Linked DNA regions of Triticum aestivum: region 2 is linked to region 1. The links are chromatin contacts, called in public Hi-C maps. All regions are on one chromosome and are shown on one strand. Each heading gives the region's core, a stretch centred on a gene start, on an enhancer-like site or on the middle of the called end of the contact. The rest is flanking DNA. Distances are from core to core; before and after follow the strand shown.

What was found. A called contact is a pair of places that touch in the nucleus more often than the background predicts.
Region 2: a contact with region 1 is called in a Hi-C map of leaf, with 2.6 times the contacts expected there. The contact joins the promoter of LOC123090776 here to the promoter of LOC123090774 in region 1. A contact is called at or near these places in 2 of 5 Hi-C or Micro-C datasets (both in leaf).

Annotation. Positions count from the first base shown.
Region 1 is chr4B:29,102,150-29,108,950 of IWGSC CS RefSeq v2.1, forward strand. LOC123090774 reads left to right here and starts at 2,586. Exons shown (of 2, transcript XM_044512112.1): 1 at 2,586-2,721; 2 at 2,805-4,108. The coding sequence starts at 2,846. The coding sequence ends at 3,925. It overlaps LOC123090775, which reads right to left. Exons shown (of 2, transcript XM_044512113.1): 2 at 6,800-6,801.
Region 2 is chr4B:29,256,866-29,263,666 of IWGSC CS RefSeq v2.1, forward strand. LOC123090776 reads left to right here and starts at 2,251. Exons shown (of 11, transcript XM_044512115.1): 1 at 2,251-2,454; 2 at 2,868-3,019; 3 at 3,630-3,751; 4 at 4,656-4,764; 5 at 4,846-4,885; 6 at 5,555-5,644; 7 at 5,752-5,851; 8 at 5,950-6,089. The coding sequence starts at 2,878.

The DNA of each region.
Region 1 (6,801 bases), core at 1,336-3,835:
CATCTCGGGACCTCCTACCCCGAGGTCTGCTGGTTTTCACACCGACACCAGCCTTCTTATCTACAACATCTCATATGCTTCATGGTGCTCAAAACGTCTTTGGAGCCCCGGTTCTAAGCCGTAAAGCATGGCGTATTGAACTATTGTGTAGTCATCATTTCTTGTCTGCCAGACGTTCATAGTGTGTAGATTTGCGGGAGCGAGTGGCTCACCTAGCGGTGCATCAAAAACATAAGCCTTTTGTGCAGCAGTGAGGATAGTCCTCATATTACCGACCCAGTCTGCATAGTCTTTTAACCTTTTCTTTTTCTAGGAACGCATTAAAATTCAGACTAGCTACAGTGTGAGCCATTGATCTACAACATAAATTTTTAAAGAGATTTAGATTAAGTTCATGATAATTGGTTTAGTTAATCAAAATACTAGTGAACTGCCACTTAAATCAACATCCCTTAAGTTGTGTAAGTGTTACATGATCCAAATCAACTAACCCATATCCGATCACCATTTCAGATGGGGTGGTCATCAATGGTGAACATCTCCATATTGATCATATCTACTATATGACTCATGTTCGACCTTTCGGTCCTCCGTATTCTGAGGCCATGTCTGTATATTCTAGGCTCGTCAAGTTTAACCCAACTATTACGCATGTGTAAAACATGATTACATCCGTTGTATGTGAACGAAGAGTCTATCATACCTGATCATCACGAGGTGCTTCGAAATGACAAACTTTTGCAACGGTTCAGCTGGTTCCCGTGCTACTGCTAGCCATTTACCCCACGCTACTGCTAGCCATTTTCCTAGTAGTGTAGGGGTGCACATCTGACTAAACAATTTTTTCCCTGTTGTTCAGACTAACTGACTGAATGGGTTTAAAACATGTAAGCTTTTTTTGATGCAATCTCGTGAAACTCTTTATTAAATTCTGATAATGTTTATAGGGACGAACGTAAGATCACCAGGATGGCGCATCCATACATGACGGCCGGTTCCTAGTGTAAGAGCATGTTTCGCTAAATTGTGAGCCTCAATATTCGAGATTCCATACGCATAACTAAAAGAACAAGTACTACATCGGTCTCAAAGTTGGATTAAAATTAAGACATTTATTGTGTATTTTGAGACGGATGGCGTAATAGATAAACTAGAGTGGTGTAAAATTTCTAGAAGAATGGCACCATAAACCGCTGCACTCCCATGCACTCCTCCTATATACACTACTCGCAAAAGAAGAAAGAAGTATACAAATCACCCCAAAATCCAATCTTTGGGATTAGGGCTGGAATTCGAGCCGAGTCGAGCCAGCTCGGCTCAACTCGCTAGAGCTCGTTTCGTTAACGAGCTAGCTCGACTCGACTCGTTACTATAACGAGCTCAAACCCAAGATTGGCTCGACTCGTATAACTCGCGAGCTGGCTCGTTTAGCTTGTTAAGCTCGTTAAATATATAAACATAAAGCCCTCAAATATAATAAAAATGATTATGTATATATTAAACATATATATCACTAAACAATTGTAATTTCCTTGTAACGCATGAGTCTTTTAGGAGGCTAGGCCTTCAACGGGTAGACCTTGGGTTGTGCGCTTGGGACCTAGGTTGTTTAGTGGCCGATCTTTCTTTGTATTGGGATTGGCTGATCTATTGTATCAAGTCTAACGAGTTACACGAGTACTCGTGAGATTGGCTTGTTTAACTTGGTTTGTAAACGATCTTAAACTAAAGCTCGGCTCGACTTGTTATTCTTCGAGTTCGAATCGATTCGAGCCGAGTCACGAGCTACTTGTTTAGCTCGCGAGCTTCGAGCTTTTTTTCCAGCCCTATTTGGGATACATACCCCCTTGAACTCAAAACCGGGACAAATCACACCCTCAAATTACTAAAACCGGGCAGTGGTTTCAATCAAATCTTGAGCTGTTTTTGTCTCCCCTGATGCCGATTAGATGCTAACAAGGAAAAAAACTTTGAATGGGGCCCATTAGCCAGTTGCCCCCTTGCTTCTCCTCTGTCCTCTATTCCCCTTTGTCTCTCACGCGGAGAAAATCCCCACCTCGCCTCCATCCCCATCATCGGCGCGGGCCTCTGGCTGGCGCACGTAGGAGCAGACGGCGTTGCGGAAGGCGCAGCAGCCGCAGGAGCAGACGGCGATGAGCAGCAGCAGCACGACGTTGACGATGGTGACGTTGTGCCACTGGCAGCGCAGCTGCTCCATCACGCCGGCCCTGCACGACTCGCAGCCGTAGCAGAGCACCGCCGGGTCGTTCTGCCACCGGAAGCAGTCCTCGTCCTGCACCGCCACCACCATCGGGCCCAGCCTCGTCACGCCGCCGCCGTAAACGCCGTAAACGCCGCCGCCGAGACAAAAACCGCTCAAGATTTGATTGAAACCACTGCCCGGTTTTAGTAATTTGAGGGTGTGATTTGTCCCGATTTTGAGTTGCCAAAGAAAGATTGGATTGGATTTTGGGGTGATTTGTATACTTGTTTCGCAAAAGAAACCCAAAAGAGGGAGTCCGTCCAGGGACCAGGGAAGACAAGGCTTTGCGTGGGCTGATGCTTGGTAATATGGCCCAGTCGGCCCATGGTTAATTATCATCATCCATATACAGAGTTACAGACGAGAAGAAAGGCGTGGCTTTCCTCGTTCCATCCCCCAATCTCGCCGCCGCCGCCGCCGCCGCCGCGCCTGCTTCGATTCGTCGAGTCCCGTTGCAGGTATTGCTTAATCTTTCCCGGTCGATTCTTGCAGATTGATGGATTTGTTGTTTGTAGATTGATTTTGCGTCCTTTTTGTCTAGTTGGTCCGGATCCGGAGGCGGAGCCGGAGCCGGAGAAGAAGATGAAGGCACGGCAGTTGGTGAACGTGGTGATGCGGAGGTACGGCATGGGCAGCAGCCACTATTCGGTGAGCCGCATCAAGCCCGAGGAGCAGCTCTTCTTCCCATCAACCAAGGAGGCGCGGGAAGCATCCAGCACGGGGACGGGGGAGATGGAGACCATCTCCAGGATGCCCGCCGCGCCCAGCCTGAGCCTCGTACGCTCGGCGGTTCTGGTGGAGAGGCTGGATTTCCTCCCTTTCTACGAGCGCAAGATCCTCTGCGTCGACGCCCAGGGCCGCACCGTCCTATACGACGCCGACGCCGACGCCGACGCCGGCCTCCTCCATCCGCTGCCCTCCCTCAGGGGTCCCAAGGGGCCCAACCCCATCTCCTTCTCCATCCTCGACAGGGAGCCTCTGGACCCGCGGCGGGCCGACGTCCTGTACGTCATGCCCAGGTGCCCTCGGCGCTACGACTACTACAGCTTCGAGGCCCTCATGTACAGCGACCCCTCCAACGGCAGGAAAGGCTGGCGGTGGCACCGCCTCCCGCCTCCGCCCGCCTCCGCCAACGGCTGCCACGCGCTCGTCGACAAGGACGGCGGCGGCGACCCCATCCTCGTCGTCTCCTCCGCCGACGGCACCCACTGCTTCCACACCTTCACCAACACCTGGTTCGAGGCTGGAGGCTGGAGGCTGCCGTTCGCAGGCCGTGCCCACCGTGTTGCTGAGCTCGACAACCTCTGGTTTGGCATCGCCCGCGCCTGGCCCTACGACCTTTGCGCCATGGACCTCTACCCCCTCTGCGGCGGCCTATGCCCCGAGGCCGAGGCTCCGCGGCTGGCCTACAGCTGGGGAGACCACCTTAGCCTGCCGGACGACTGGGAGATGATGGACTGCAGCATGGTGTACCTGGGCGGCGGCAGGTTCTGCGTCGCCAAAATCTTTGAATTCTGCCACGGCGATGATGACCGCAAGGGGATGGGTGTCATCTCTGGCTTGGAGGTGGTGCGCCAAGGGGAGCCATCCAAACTCGTCATGGTCAAGCACAAGTCCAAGCTCTACAAGTTTACCAGGGATGAGATCCAGTGTATCCTCTAGACTAGAGCAAATGAACAATGTTCATGCTAAGTAACTACTCCCGGAGGTAGATGAGGGAGTAGCATGGGAGCAAACAATATCTGGACGAGTGCTATGTGTGTGTTGGCTAGTTTCTTGGACAGCAGCACTTGTGTGAATGCGAATGCGATTTGATTTTGGTTGTAATGTAAATTTCCCCCTGCCTGGTACCGTTTGTTTGCTGTCACAAATCTAACTTGTTTTAAAATATTTATCTTAGTTTTAGCAGCTAATTACACATTTTGTATGTAGTGAGCAAAATATTAATCCCGGCCTGGGCCTGCCTGCACCAAGACTCTGTGTATACTATTTAAGCTTGTCTCTATCTATATGCACTTGACTTGAGTCATCAGGCTCCTTTGTATATTTATTAGTTGTGCCTCTACTTCTCTACAGATTTCTTGCAAACTGTGAAGATGGTCCTCTTTGCTCTGCTAATTTAAGTTCGTCATATATATATTAGAAATATCTGCTCCAAAAAAGTTGAATTCTCCAACAAAGGAGTCCAAATATCTGCTTCACACTTGTAACTGTTTTAAAAAAAAATCATCTTAGCTAATTATGTTGGCACATTTGTTATGCCTGGCCTGCATCCCTCAACATGTGTGGGGAACCTCGTCTTCAGTTCCTCGGTTGCTTGTCAGACCGAATAAGACTAAAAATACCAGCTACCAGTTCCTCGTCTTCAGTCAATGTTGACAATGGATATTAACTTAGATTTTCCCAAGATTTTGGCTGCTATTCCGAATTACTCTATTATTCCGAAGCCAATGAAAAGTAAGTAGAACCTACAATGGATACTCGGTTCCTCGGTTGTGGAGTACATACAATGAGTTCGGAAAATACACAATCCCAAAATTGACTCAAAACGCATACCAGCTACCTGGAAAATTCAAAAACTGAAAAGCACACCATACGTCCAAACACTCTTGACTTTCATTTCTCATCTGACTCCCAATTTGCATACTCAGTTCTTTTTTCCAGAACACCACCTCTCTTATTCGAACTTGTGGATTTTTCCTACTGCTCCAACTACAGGAAGGCGTTCATCAATACCAAATTCGATAATTTCAGCAACTTACACACGTACTCTATGATGTAGGGCCTGTATTATTACAATTACTTCACTAGAACAACTTGTGCAGAGTAACAGCAGCTGATCCGATGAGCTGGAATTCCCGCTTCAATTGGACTGGAAACAAAGTCATCTGAGATCTGCCCATCTATTTACACGATTCAAATCCTGCACAACCCAACTTACCCACCCAATCCATCTAAACAAAAAGCTCCAAAGGAAAAAAAAAACATCCATATCGAGCTCCTCACGCCTTCACACTCAGCGCCCCACCTTGATTCTGCTTTCAGTTTCTGCTTGAGGCCTACAGATCGATGCCTATAAAGATAAATCAACATTTCTGAATGTCAGCAAACGACAAGTAGTGCACCATAGTGACAGACAGAAACAAACATATCAAGAATAGCCATCCATACTTCGAATCCTAATATGGAAGTGCTCCATCGTTAGCGCTGCTAGGTCACTCAAACTAGCTCTGCGCCATCAAAAAATAATATGTGAAGTAGAAGTAGCAACTGGCATTAACTTGAGACAAGAAAGAGATTAATGGCGAATTGCACAACCAAGGGTCTTGGTGTGCTGCTTCTCATGCCATTGAAAAAAAAATATTTGTTACGATAAACTCTAGGCTTTTATGCAAACAGTACAAGTATGCCTAAACAAGCGTCTTTGCTGTGCTGCTTCTCATGCCATTGAATAAAACAGTTGTTACGGAACACTGTAGGCATCTGTACCAACATTAAAAGTATGTAATATGGTGGTGCCTTTATCAGGGAAAAAAATGTAACGTGCTGCCAAGCATTCATACATCAGAACCTAAAGCTGGCAGATGCATGGTAAACTTGGACAAGAAAAGAAAGTGATGAAAATATGAGAGATACTTACCCTCAAAACATGGTTGATTTGAGAACAAATAAACCTAGCCTTCAGCTCCTTAACTTTAGAGTAAGTCAGCCATACTATCATTGTTAACACGCCTGTTCCAGGAAGTTCATTGTGTTACTTACAGTTGAACATTGATAAAGCTGCCAGCTGCTAGAGGGACTCTTCAAAATAGCGCTGATATTCACACAACAGAATTTCCAAACATAAAGGTATTTGTTTATCTCTAATTTCATATTGACACTTGTGCTGTATTTATTTTCCTATCCTCTATATTGAGCTAATCCATGCTATCATGTTATTAGTGTGTGTTGGACTATCTACCTTGCATATACCACAGCAAGCAAAATAACAGGCTTTTAACGATGGAGGAACGTTCCCATTTAAAGACCTAACAAACATGCCCGAATGTCAGATGAGAAGAAAGCTGGCGCATCCCGACATCAAAAGAAAGCTGCAGCAGCTCGGGGTGTTAATGTCAATGAACCACCATCATCTTCTTTGCTAGGGTCTGTTGACCCTACCCCTTTATGTAACAAAACATATCAACAAATGGTAATTCGACACACATGTTTTTCATTTTACTCCTGTACTACGTAGCGTCCCTCGAATGCTCACATGTCTAACATGGTTGGCTATTGTGCACAGGTGATAACACAAGTGGGGCTGCAAACCCCACTCCTGTTGATGCACCGTTGCCACAAAATCGTAAAGGAAAGAGTGGTCAAGGATGGCATGCCCGGCTTTCTGACGAGAAGAAAGCAGCATGCCTGTAGAAGCTGCTAATATCCTGCCAACATTGCTGACAATGGGCCTTCAGGCTCCACTAGTCTCTCTAGGTCGCATGGGCAGGCATGAATTTAGGGGTTGGCATGTAAAAGTTAAAGATTACAGTCATATG
Region 2 (6,801 bases), core at 1,001-3,500, 150 kb after region 1:
TGTAATTCTTAGTCATAGGATTTACTTTGTATTTTCTTGGATCTTAGATCCAAATAAGTGTACTTGTAATTGTTATGATTATGAATAAAGTTACAAGCGTGTCTCAAAAAAAAAACCTGGATTGTAGAGAAGCTGTCGGCATGATCAATGGGAAAAAATAAAAAAGCTATCTGTTGCAGGTCCTATCGTGGAGGAGATCAAAGGCCTCATGGCAAGGATGCAAAGTTTACTTCTTTTTTTGCGAATAATGATGCAAAGTTTCCTGGAGAAGGAGATCAGCTAACCGAGCGGCTCGCATGCTAGCTAAGCTAGTGGTAGCCGGTAGGTGATGAAATTTGTGCGGAATGGCGATCTATGCCTCCTGATTGTATATCGCATGTAATAGCGGATGAGATCCCAACCTTTGTTTAATGAAAGAACTTATTTCCGGAAAATCCATCTCTGCACCCAAGCTCATCTGCACCCGCACTGACAAAAAAATCAAAATAAATACTAGAAAAATTCAAAAAATTCAAAAAAATGTGCGGTAGAAAATTTGATGCGTGAGGTTCACTCCAATTTTCAAATCATTTGGACGTCTGACGAGCTCTCAGCAAAAAAGACAAATTAGGGGTCTGTAAAAATATTTACTGTTCATGTACTGTTTTTGTCCGATTTGTCTTTTTTAATGAGAGCTGATAAGATGTCCAAATAACTTGAAATTTAAAGCGGGCCTCATGCATCAAATTGTCTACCGTATAAATTTTGTTTTGGAATTTTTTGATTGTTTTGGAATTTTTATGAATTTTTTCTAACAGGATGCAGATGAGCCTGGACACCAAAACATCCTACTCCTTATTTCCCTTAAAAAGAAGATAACGATAATGCCTTGAAGACTGACCTTGACAGAAAAGGATAGAGACGAAAATATTGTTGGCTACTAGTAGTTGGTGTAATGGTGTTTGAGCGGCAGAGGCAATAAGTGTACGGTGTGGACCAGAATGGGACAGGAAATAAATCAAAAAATATACTCCGCATATTCACTATGAATATGAATGAAATGGGAGCACTAACTACAGCTTCTTCTTTTTCTTAGGCTGCTCATAGTGGGGAGTATCATATACTAGTATCATATGTATGATACTAGTATATGATACTACCTCCATAGTGTATAGTATCATAAAGTAATATCATAAATAATCATATTTATTGTCATGCATGACACAAAGTAGTATAGTATTTAATATGATATCTACTTATGTTACTAAATGTGGGAAACTTTAATCTCAGTTGGACCAAAGTGGTTTGAGCAATGATCGTTTTGGTTGGTTGGCTATTGTGGTTGGTTTTTTTGCCGCATGTGCACTTATAAACAGGCCCATCCGTTGAAAATCAAACAATGTACGTGAATGTTGGAATAGACCTAGCTGCAACGAATTACACCAATACGTGATGTTCTGTGCAACAAACCCATAAAGTAGATGTTTTGTGCAAAATCAACATCAATAATTAGTGGTTTGTGCAATTACCTCCCAGTTCGAGCCTCACTCCTATCCACTAATATTAAAGTTGGTGCTAGCTTCTCCTTCGACCAGCACATCTATCTCTATATCTATACTTGTATCTATTTCTAATTTTATATTTATATCTATCTCTACTTTTTATATACTTAAAAACTAGTAGTTCCTCGTCAACCGGTTCTCCACCTCCTACCACGTCCCTCCATCGATTTATTTCATCCAACCAGTTTTTTTGTCCCACCACAGCCTTTGTCCATACTTTCTTTGTATGTTAATCAATCACCTTAATTTACTTACCTTTTGAACCAATTTTATCTTAATGTACTTACCAAACTTCTGATTAAACTATAAGATAAATCACGGACAGGGTTCTACAAATATTTATTTACATAAAACATACTATTGGCTATTTATATCACATTGCAATGCACGAGCATTGTCCTAATATAGTGGAGTATATCATCATCATTATAGAAAGCCTGAAAGGGGCAAATCCAACTATCTTTTTTTGAACTATCAATTAATACCCAACCCCTTTTTTTTATCAGTAAAAGTATTCCATGTTAAGAGAAAACTGTCAATTGCTGGTTAAGTCACTCTTCATTCTTGATCTATCTTATGTATTCACAGATTGTCTTGCACCAATTCTGAAATAGGAATTTTCTAAACTTCAGGCTGAGAACTTCTTAATTCTTGATTGAAACTCTTGAAATACAGCGCACAGAAATCTGTCCCTTGTGGGCAGAAGAGGGAAAAGAACCCCTCATAACTCCTCGGTCGGCTGGGTGGGCCGCACGAGCACCGACGAGAGTCAACAACAACTATAAGCCGATCGAGGCCGAGCTTCCCTGCTCCTCTTGCCTTCTCCGTCTCCCTCCCTTCCGCCCCTCTCCCTCGTCGATCACCACCAGCTCGAGGTCCGGCTCTCCGTCCCGGGGACCGATCTCCGCACACGGTAAGCGTCCGTCCAGCAAGGCTCATATGGTTTCCTAATTTCGATCCAATCCATCTGGCATCTCCTCTGTTCCCACTCACGGGCTGCTCTGTTCTGCATCTGGAACACTGCTTCTTGCCTGGATTGGATTGGATATCCCGTTTTACTTGCTGGCGCTCCATGGGGCAAATTTCAGGAGCCGAGCTCCTTAATTTTTCCGTTTGAGTGGCCTTCGCTTTCTTTCCACCTCAGGAGCGCACGCCTTTGACGATTCTTTCCTTTCTTACTTGACGCCTTTAGGCCCTTCCTTTCTTTCTGTGGGGATCTTGGGCTCGTGCCGTGCGGATTCTATATTCGTTTGATCGGTTTGGTTTTGGAGGATTTTTGCGATTTTGGTTGTCAAAGCTCTCATCTTCGTTGTGTTGTCGGTCCAGGTAGGTGCCCATGGAGACGAGGAAGGGAATCCTGGAGCTGCGCGACCGTCTGGACAAGACGCTGGCGTGCTCTGATCTCGCCGACGAGGGCTCTTTGATATCTCTGGTCAAGAAGCAGATTTTGGAGTCGTCTCTGCCCGGCTCTGACCAAGGTTTGGGTCTGATTACTTTTTTCTCTGGTCCATCTTTGGTTAGCTAGTTCATTTGTACCCCACCACTAATAGTCATAACTGTAATTACTTTTCTCTCTACCTCCTATTATGCCATTAGAAACGTGTGAGTTTTTCCATTGCTAAATATTCCCGGGTAACATTAATGTGCCATATGTGTAATTAAATTGCTGGTTAAATTTAAGGATTAAATGCAAGATTTCAATAGTACTATCTCTATCATGGTTTATTAGCCCCTTGGTAGTTTTTTTCAAAGTTTCACCATATATTTAACTAACAAAATGTTAATGCCCGTCGTAAAAAATTATATCGTTGGATTGTATTTGAACATAGTTGCCGACGATATTATTTTTTGCTGTGTATAACTTATATTTTATTAGTTAAAATCGTGGTCACAATATGACTCTAAATACAAAGGGGGCTAATAAATTAGGACGGAGGTAGTAAAATCGGCACCTCTTATTTTTGTATTACTGAATTAAACTGCTTTGTGATTTGTATCTTCCCATCCGAATTTGCTTCTCATTGTAGATTCATTTCTATACCAGCCTACATGTGTGTGTGTTTTCATTTTGGGTTATGCCTTCTTTAGGCAACATCGATTTGATTGCTGAAGCACGAGCCAAAGAAGTCTCGAATTTTCTTGAAATGCTAGACACTTCAGGAAATGAACGGCCTTCAGATATTCGTGGGCCGCAACAGAAGGAGTGGAAGGTATACAAATTAACTAAAGTTAATATGCTTGTACAAAAATATTGTGAACATTATGTGATTAGAATGTGCAATAATAAATTTATGTTTTATTGTTTTGCATCATAGCGTAATCAGTTCATTGATTTCTTTCTTATTCTATATTTCAAGAGTGCAATAGTTTACCCTTTTTTTGTGAACATGAAGAATGCCACAAGGCCCAAGATACAAGGGTGGTGACAACCAAAACCCAAAACAGAAAAACAGAAACAAAAACAAAAGAAAAACAAAACAGGAACGCTTATTCTAGGCTACCAAAAAGGAGAGGGATAAGCGGACATGGAGTTTTGGTTCCCAGCTGGATGAATATTAAATTAAGAAAAAATAGCAATGAAATCTAAAAAGTTATGAAATTTTTTATGGCAAACATTGATGCATCTTTCACCTGTGTGCAATGTTTCGTGAAGAAAAAACATTTGTAATGCCCTGGAAAAAAAATTGATGCTACAAAAAGACTATTTGTGAAAACATTTTGGAACACAGATTTTTTTTTGCCCAGACCTCGACGAATGTTATTTCACCACGGAAGTTTACATGTACGGAGAGAAGTAAGCAACATTTGTTTATTTTAAAATAAAAATCAGATTTACAAAAAATATATTTTTGCTATTTTCTGGAGTTATGCTATTCGTAGAAGGAGCATTTAAGCTTGGGAGCAGAATGATGCTTTCAGGGATAAGCAGCACCCTTGTCAAAATACATACCACCAAGAGTGAAATGTTTTACCTTTGTTTGTAGTTTAGTATTGTGCTCCAAAGTTGGCTGTTCTTTTATCTTATTCCCTCGTTTAGAGAGTGGTTAATTGTTTTCTTTGGTCTCCGTGCAAGTTCTATGAATTGCTTGAATGATCGGTTATTCTATTTTGTAGGTGAAGCAGGATACAGACCAATTACGGGTCATGTACCGCGAAGGTCCAGATGGGACCCCATTTCATACTCTTCTTGCTGAAGGCTTTGCTGATGGTCCTATCGATGTTTGTAAGGAACTATAACCCCACATTAATGAGTAAATCACAATAACTTCAGATAGCCACTTAAGCTCGCTGTTTTTATTCATAGGTACATGTGTGTCATGGGAATCAGGTCTATACAGAAAATGGTGAGTGTAATTGTTTTGTAGAAAAATGAGATCAGTACATTGCTTTCTTTATTGAAGATAATAATTGTCTATCTTTACATTTAGCTTCGCATTCTTGGGAACTACACATGATGTTCTCAAATTTTTGTTTGACTTGTGTACCACTAAAATTCTTTATAGTATTGAACAAATAGATTGCCATTTCATGGGTTCTTAACTCAGCTTCTTAACTACTTCTGCGCGCTCTTCATTGTAGGCAAACTATTTATGCTACGTATTAGAATCCTGCTCCTTGATTCCTCCAGTCACATTTGGTGCCTAATTCACAAGTCTGCCACCCGTGCCGGTTTTACTTCCAGTAGCCACATATCTTGCAAATACCCACTTTACTAATGCTGTACAGGTGCATCTAAACACCATGCAGTGATTTGACAAGACATCATAAAATTGTTTTTCACCCAGTATATAATGATTGGATTACACCATTTTCAAGAGAATAAATATTGGATTAGCCCACTACGTACAGATAAAGTTTTTAAAGAGTGTTGATTCATACGTGATGCTCCATGTTTCACAAAGTAAACATGTTGCCCGTGGTGTACTTGAACATTGAAGTCAACCTCGGCCAAAGAAAACAACAACTTAGTCAAATGAATTCCCTCATGAACTTATGAGATTGTTTTTCTCTAGGTTTCCGCAGTACAATCTGCCAACATTTAAAATTGCTCAGTCAGGCTGCTTGAAGAAGATTCGGATTGGCGAAGAAATTTCTTTAATCAGGTTGGTTGAAGACTAAATTTATCTAAAGAGTCCTTTCTTACATTTTCATTTGACCTCCCTTTTATAGCTGTTGTAGCTAATTTTTTTATTCACTATTTGGAAGAAAGGGTGAAGGTCCCCTGGCCAGTTTCAGAGAGAGAAGCTCTTCTACACTACTTTCAGTTTGAGTATCTTAAAGAAGACCTTGTCATTGTGATCATGAAAACTGTGCGTAGGTTGATTTTTATTTTTGTGAACCTCTTCCTACAGCCTTGATAGTCTGTGTCCTAGTTTGTTTATTTACTGCTTATTGACTTGTTTTGCAGATATCCAATTTGGATAATTTCAGTATGCAGACACATGGATTTACTATAGATGGAATCCCTGAAGCTGGTGACACGATTCGGATGGATGTAGTTGGAGGCTTTGTCTTACAGAGGATTACCAAGGAAAGAAGTTTTTTCAGGTGAAGTCTGATTTTGCATTTCGACAACTGATAACTCATAACTGAGATAGAGCACCATATGTCATCTGAGACCACTTCCTAGGCCTTCGAAATTGTGCACACTATCTTTTCACAAAACCAATCAATATGGCAACCCTTTCAGACGAGTATTGTTGTGGATGATCTTTGTCACAGAAAGCAGGGGAATTCATTGAAGTGAAAAAAAAACTTGGGTGGGAGGGGGGAGGGGGTTCTGTTGTTAGTTAGGCCTGTAGGCCTTTTTGTAGCCTGCTTGGTCTTGGTTTTGTACTTGCGGGTTCACTAATACACAAAATTCACACATTTTTATGTGTGCTCGAAAAATAAATAAATACAAGCTCATGAACAGTCTGCAAGATGGGCATGAGGTAACAATCGAGGCTATCCTCTTACATATTGCCATGGCCTAACTAGGATATGAACATTTACCGAGCCTGCTGCCTACTCCTATCACCCATGGGCATGAGATAACAACCATGGACATATTGTTATATATTGCAACCCCCACTTTACTGAGCCTACCACCGACTCTCGCTCGTACCATCACACACCAGGGCTAGACTGGAGATAAGGATTAAGCTCCACCCTTTAGGGCTCATTCGGTTACAGGATTTCCAAATCAAAGGAATAGGAGAAGTATAGGATTGTGATGCCCTCTCTCCACTTCAATCCTTAGGAATTTTCCATGAGGTTT